Linked DNA regions of Anas platyrhynchos: region 1 is linked to region 2. Evidence: chromatin contacts called from public Hi-C data. All regions are on one chromosome and are shown on one strand. The core of a region is the stretch at or near the end of the contact, and the rest is flanking DNA. Distances in the headings are between cores, read along the strand shown.

Region 1 (3,059 bases), core at 462-2,961, 48 kb before region 2:
TTGCACCTTGAATGGCAAGAACAAAATACTAAAGTTATCTTTGCTGCAGTGGTTGGAAGCAATAGCTCGTCCATGTGGCAGCAAAGACATGCCCTAGAGTATACATAAAAAGAAACTCAAAGAAGAGCTTAGCAGGTCATCTGAATGAGAAATTGGGCTGCCAATTACTTAATTCTGTTTAGGCAAACATGTCTTCACCTCCATATAGCAGTTTCAGTCTCAGATGATTCAGGATTTCAAGAATAATATTAAGTTATGAATAACAAAAGAACGGATTAAGAGCAGACTGGACTGTGAAGAGCAATAGCTAAGGCATAGGCACATATCCCCTAAAGCCACCAGAGCTACAGCATCCAGCAACAGAAGCAGTGACCTTTTTAAAAAAAAAAATGGATGCTTGCAATATATGGGAAAAAAATCCTATTTTATAAGATCTTATACATTTAGAAACTGAGATTGGGCAGAATACTGCTTCCAAACCAGTAAGGAAGGTTATAAAAGTATTAATCCAGCACCAGCTGGATTTAACACCTAAAAGGCATTATTTAGGAAGTGAGGGAGCACTCATATCTTGGAAGTATTATTCATAAAGTGGATATACAGCCCTCAAACTGGGAACAAAAACAGCAAACAGAAGTATGTTTTTGTTGGCTGTTTCACTTCTAAGATTAACTGTCTTGGTACATCCTGAGGTGGGGCACTCCAAAGCTACCAAGTTCATCACTTGCACACTGTTCACTTTGTGGTGGGGGAAGAGTTACGGGGAGGGGGACACAAAGCAACAACAACAAAAAAACACCCAAGAATGAAACCAAACCAAAAATAAAGCTCCAGAAAGATGCGATCTGTTCCCTCCTTCATTTCCTCCCTTCAGAGGACTCATACCTATCTGCTCTTCATCGGGGATGCCCATGATCCTCATTGCTTCCATGGTCTCCTGAAACATATCTTTGTCTTGCTGACCTGGGATTGTAACGTGCCCATTGGAGAGGAAGCGATATTTGTTGTAAGGCTCCAGGAGCAGATCAGCTTAGGAGAAAAAGGAGAAAGAAGTTACTGTGGATTTTTTTTAAAATATAGATAAATAGATATACAAGCTACCACTGAGAACAAATTTCTGACTTGCACATGCTAGCAGATACTGGAGGAATCAGAGATTAAGAGCAGTTTTACCAACAACTGAACATTTTTCTGCTTTATTTCTTTCTATTCTGCCTTCTGGAATACTCCACCAAATAAGTGCCAATCATCATTATGCCCTACATGCATAAAAAGCACTGATAACTTGCAAGTAAATTTGCCTTCAGTATCAGATACCTCATTTGTTTCAAGTCACAGGAAGGTTAGTATATAGCTCTTGAAATAGTTGCAATTATGAGAAAAGTCTTGGAGTTCTGTCCTTCCTCCAGATCAATTTGCCACTCTCACACAACATGGACTCCAACTACTAAAGAACATACTAGGCTGAGGCTTTAAAGCTAGGTGCATCCTTGACTTCTAGATTGCTTAAGCGCCAGACACTTTGCTCCATTCAATTAAACACCGAGTACATCACTGTAGGACCATGCCTGCACTGGAAGGGTTTACATCATACAAGACGAGACTAAACACAGGACAGTGATTTAGATAAGGAAGGGTGTAGAGTCATTGCTGGCAAGGAAACAAGTACAGGAAGGAACCAGAGAAGCAAGTTTTCAGGAACTGAGAAGTGTAGGGGGAAGGCAAAGGGATACATGCACGTGCAGAAGAAGAGGAGGAGTGACCATACCTAAAAGGGAGAGGCAAGAAACTATGAAGGAACAAGTGCTAGCATACAAGTGTTTTGGACCCTCTGTGTGCTGAGGAACCCCATAATTAAAACAACAATCAAACTTACTCTTCAGATGTTCCCCTGCCCCAGACAGCAGGTAGTAGAAGATGTGGAAGGTTCTCTCCTCCTTGGCTTGACGGATTGCACGGGACTTCTCCAGGAGATCTTCTGAGAGTCAAGGCATATGGCAGGACGTACAAATCACTTCCTAGTCTACGGCAGGAGGAAAACTAGCAGTACCTGATGTTCTTGTGCCCATTAACAGGGGTATTGATTTAGTAATCACTATCAGCCAACAAGCCACTGAGCTTCTAGTCTCAGTTCTCTGAATCTCTGACTGATGGCTATGATACGACAAACTAGACTGATAAACAGAGAAATAGTGGCCAACTATCCAGACTTGCCCTGCACGAAAATGAGAATGGTGTGTGAAATTCCAAAGCTCTCCATCTTATCGTGGTTTGTTGCTATCTCAGCCTCCTACGATTAGAATTCATTCACTCAGAAGAGATTTCCACCACAGTCACAAAATGCTATATGAAGGAATAGGAGACTACAACAGTATTCTTGCTAGCATAAATTAAAGTGCCTCCTGCCACATTCTCAACCTGGCAAGCACAAGTAAGGTCTGATGACATTGCTAAGCATCATTCCTGCCACTCTATAGCCTGTAACTTTTCAGTGGCTACAGAAAGGATACAGGTCTCAATATTGGCTCCAACAATGTAGCCGTTGACATCAAAGTTGATTCTGATGAACTTGCCCTGAGAGGAAGATATTAGTAATAACGTTAGTATTCACTCTGTGCAGAACAGCAGTGAGCAGCAAAGGCAAATCTGGTGTTTTTAATCCAGGAAAGGAAATTTAGAACAGGTCAGGCAAGTTCTATGCAAAACATAAGGTCAGCCAATAGGCAATGCCTGCTGATCATGACGATTTAACAAACAAGACACCAAATACTTACCTGTAAATAAAGACAGGCAGCCTACAATTCAACTTAATTATGGTTTGACCTATGTTTCCCACAACCAGAGCATTTTCAGTTTCATGCACTATACATTTTGGATAGTTCTTCCTCCCTCAACCAGCATTAACCATTTCGATTTAGCTCCAGCTCTGGCTTCTCAGTCTGTCTCCCACTGTCTACCTCTCCAGAACAAACAAAATCAGGATCCCTGTTTGCTTGACAGGATAAAACTGACCGTAATAAATTTAGAATAAAAATTGGTGCAGATGGCTTCTCCATAAT
Region 2 (3,157 bases), core at 42-2,541:
TGTGCTGGGTCTAAGACAGGAACCAAGAGAGTCAGGGTTTAAAATATGCACCGACAATGAATTGCCTCATTACTTAGAGAAAAATCGAGAAGGGGGGGGAAGGAGCAAAACTCAACCGCACGCGGAAACAGGCGGATAATTGCCTGATGGATCCACCACGTCTCCTGACTGCTGCTCTGGGGCTTTGCTGCTGTTCAAGCCCATGGTGTCTTCTTCATCACAGCAAGTTTTTCCATCCAGGAGACAGCAGGGTCTCCTCTGCAGTTGGGTGCATTTGACCCCATCTCAGAAAGGCCAATATGCCCTCAGAAGATCATTTTTTTTAAGGGGAAACGGTGGGGGAAGGTGGCCATTTGAAGGCTCACCCCACAGTCTCCCCCTTTGGGCACCCTCTCCTGCAGGATGGAGACCTACCAGGCTCTCCCACCCCGCAAAAGCAGCAAAAAATAAAAGGTGGTCGGAGACGTGAACCTCCTCCTGAAGCACTACATAAAGCAAACGAAGACACCTCAGAGCTGAGGCCCCATAAATTTGGAGCTCCCTGAGGCGAGGCCTCCGGGGTGGGAGCCCCGAGGCTGAGCTAGGCTGGCAGCGAGATCCTGCCTGGGGAGGGAGCCCGGAGCGGGGCAGGTAACGCTCACGCAGCTTTTTATGGCTTTTGGGTTTATTACATTTCTTTTTTTTTTTTTTTTTTTCCTTCCTGGCCTCGGTGACAACCGCAGCCTTATAAGGGCAGGAGCGCAGCGTTGGAGGCTGAGAGGAGGTGGGGCCTCCCAGGGCTGGAGGCTGCCCGGCCCTGACCTCCTTCCTGGGAAAAACCCTGGGAACCCTCCCTTGGCCCAGCTGCTGAAGCAGGAGAAAACTGCACGACCACCCCTTTCCTCTTCCCTTTCTCCCCCGCACCTCCCGGAGGAGCTGCGGCAAAGCCTCCGCTCGCTGCTTTTTGGGGATCTGGGGAGCCATGGGTCGCGGGGTCCCCCGCATCCGACATGGGAACCCTATTCCCATCTGGTTGGGGTAGTTCTGAGAACCGGAATTTAAAAATAATAAAAAAAAAAAAAGAAAGGAAAAACAAACGATCTTCCCTCACTGCTGCTGGTGAGTGTGTGAAAAGCCACAGCTGGCCGGGCTGCTGCGGGATGTCTGCTGCAGACCCCACGGCTCCGTACGTGTTTTGGGATCCCCCCGAGATCTCCGGCCGGCTGCGGGCATTGGGTTCCTACACGTATCGACCCGGGCTGATCCATCCAGCTCCGCCAACTGGTTACGAAGAAGGCCGAACACAAACACGCTAAAAATGTCACTGTCATCAGATAAGGTCGCTATGCACACAGCATTCCTGACACGGGTTCATTACACCGAGGACGTGGAAAGATAAATCCACCAGATCATACGCGGGTGGCGGCTGGCATGGGGAGGGGGCACGGGGAGCCGTAACTCTGCTTTTGGGCTTGCTGCCAGCCTGGGGGGCATCACCCCAGCGTGACTCAGTGTCTCTCAGCGGGGGAAAAAAGAGGGATGTCACGGCACCCACCTCCTCCTGCGAGCACTGACGTGTTTCAGGAAGGAGCGGCAGAAGGGGAGGCCGGGGATGAGTGTGCTTGTGAGCCTCAACAGAGATCTTTACCAAACACGATCATATTTATCACTCCAGGAGGCAGATATCTCTATTTTGTAGGAAAGGAAGCAGGCACTGGGAGCTTCCTCTGTGATGCATTTGTAACCGTGTTCAAGCCCCAGCAGCACGGGGCCGAGCACACGAGGTGCTCACCTTTTTTGTCAGATGTCCAGGTGAACACAGAAGTACACGAGCCGCCAGATCTAACAACCTTCCCTGCCATGCAATGAGTTTTTATAGCTCTCAAGCCACATATTTTAAGAGCTGAGGGGGGCAGGAGCTGTGGCTGGGTCACCAGTGGGAGACCCGTGGGATCATGCTCCCTTTCCTGAGCTTGCCACCACATCCACTCTTTAACTGCTTACAGGCTGTGTCTGGCTCAAGAAAGAGAGGTTGTGGGGCCTTTCCCTTGGGATGAGTGATTCGGATTAGGTCAGCCAACGAGGGAACATCCTGTTCCTTCTCAGCCTTGGGACGGTCAGGGTTGTGGTTTGAGGACTGCGCAAACCAGCCCGAGTCTGGGCAGCCCCCAGAGGAAGAAGCCCCCAGCCTCCTCTTCCCCTCCCTCCTCCGACCTTCACACTCCCACTGCCAGCCCCAGATCTCACAGTCTGATCCAGCTGGAAAACAGCCTGAACCGAAACCAAGAGCTGTGTCTCCAGCTCGACCATTTCCTCGGTGTGGCTGACTGCCTGGGTGCTAGAGAGGCTCTGGAAACGCACGGTCATGGGGAGGACTTTCTGGTGACACACCAAACACAGGCTGGTTAGAAACAAGGAGGGAATCACAGCCCTGGGAGGGCAGAAAGCCTCCTTTCCAGGGATACCCATGGATTATTTTACTCCAACTGCACGTGGGGGTTGTTACGGCATCCCAGATGCAAGTGGTTGTGACCAGTATCTGAATTACACATCACCCATTGCCAAATGTATAGGGTTAGCAACCTCGGGGCATCACTCAGTGGAGAAGGTCATTTTGGAGGTCTCCAGCTCACTCAGGGCCATATCCAGCTATGTTTTGGAAACCTCTGAGGGTGGCAAACCCATGATCTGTTGTTGCCTCTTGTCCTTTCGCCGAGCACCTGCCCTGCAGGTGTTGGCGTGTGCATTCACCCTACCAGCGTGTGTGCATGTACAGTGAGCATCCCTGCCTCCACCTACCACGTTAATATCATCTCAAAGGTTCAGTTCATAAAAATGGGTGCAAATTCACTCAAGGAGAGGGAGCTGTGGCAATTCCTGCAAGCAGTTTTAGTGCATGTATGCTGTGTGTGTGTACCCAGGGATGTCTGGGCACCGTCCTCCTCCTCCTCCAGCAGCTCAGCACCTCGGCAGTCGCAGATCTCCCTCTCCACTGTTATCGGAGAAGATGTTTACAGCCAGGTCTAGATCTGGTCAGGTAGCTTCTCGATTACTCACCTCTCAGCTATTGCTCTGCTCCGGTGGCTGTGAAGCTGAGGGAGACAGGCTGTACCAGGCGGCAGCGAGGGCTGGAAGACAACAGAAATCAGGTTCTGCTCCGGCGATGTTGCCGGAGGGC

The links. Hi-C and Micro-C count contacts between places; a contact is called where the count stands out from the background.
Region 1: a contact with region 2 is called in a Hi-C map of F5 follicle, with 1.8 times the contacts expected there. The contact joins two enhancer-like sites. A contact is called at or near these places in 6 of 8 Hi-C or Micro-C datasets (F1 follicle, F5 follicle, liver and 2 more).

The regions. Positions count from the first base shown.
Region 1 is chr1:55,068,788-55,071,846 of IASCAAS_PekinDuck_T2T, reverse strand. It overlaps MYH9 (myosin heavy chain 9), which reads right to left. Exons shown (of 41, transcript XM_072037976.1): 7 at 2,511-2,574; 8 at 1,877-1,975; 9 at 886-1,029. Among named protein-coding and RNA genes, the nearest start is that of RBFOX2, 38 kb to the left of the region's middle. Within about 2 kb of position 1,711, at least 3 of the 8 cell types and tissues checked have an H3K27ac peak or open chromatin away from gene starts, as enhancers often do. A contact at or near this core is called in F5 follicle, where this site is marked.
Region 2 is chr1:55,020,440-55,023,596 of IASCAAS_PekinDuck_T2T, reverse strand. No RefSeq gene overlaps it. Among named protein-coding and RNA genes, the nearest start is that of MYH9, 9.5 kb to the left of the region's middle. Within about 2 kb of position 1,291, at least 5 of the 8 cell types and tissues checked have an H3K27ac peak or open chromatin away from gene starts, as enhancers often do. A contact at or near this core is called in F5 follicle, where this site is marked.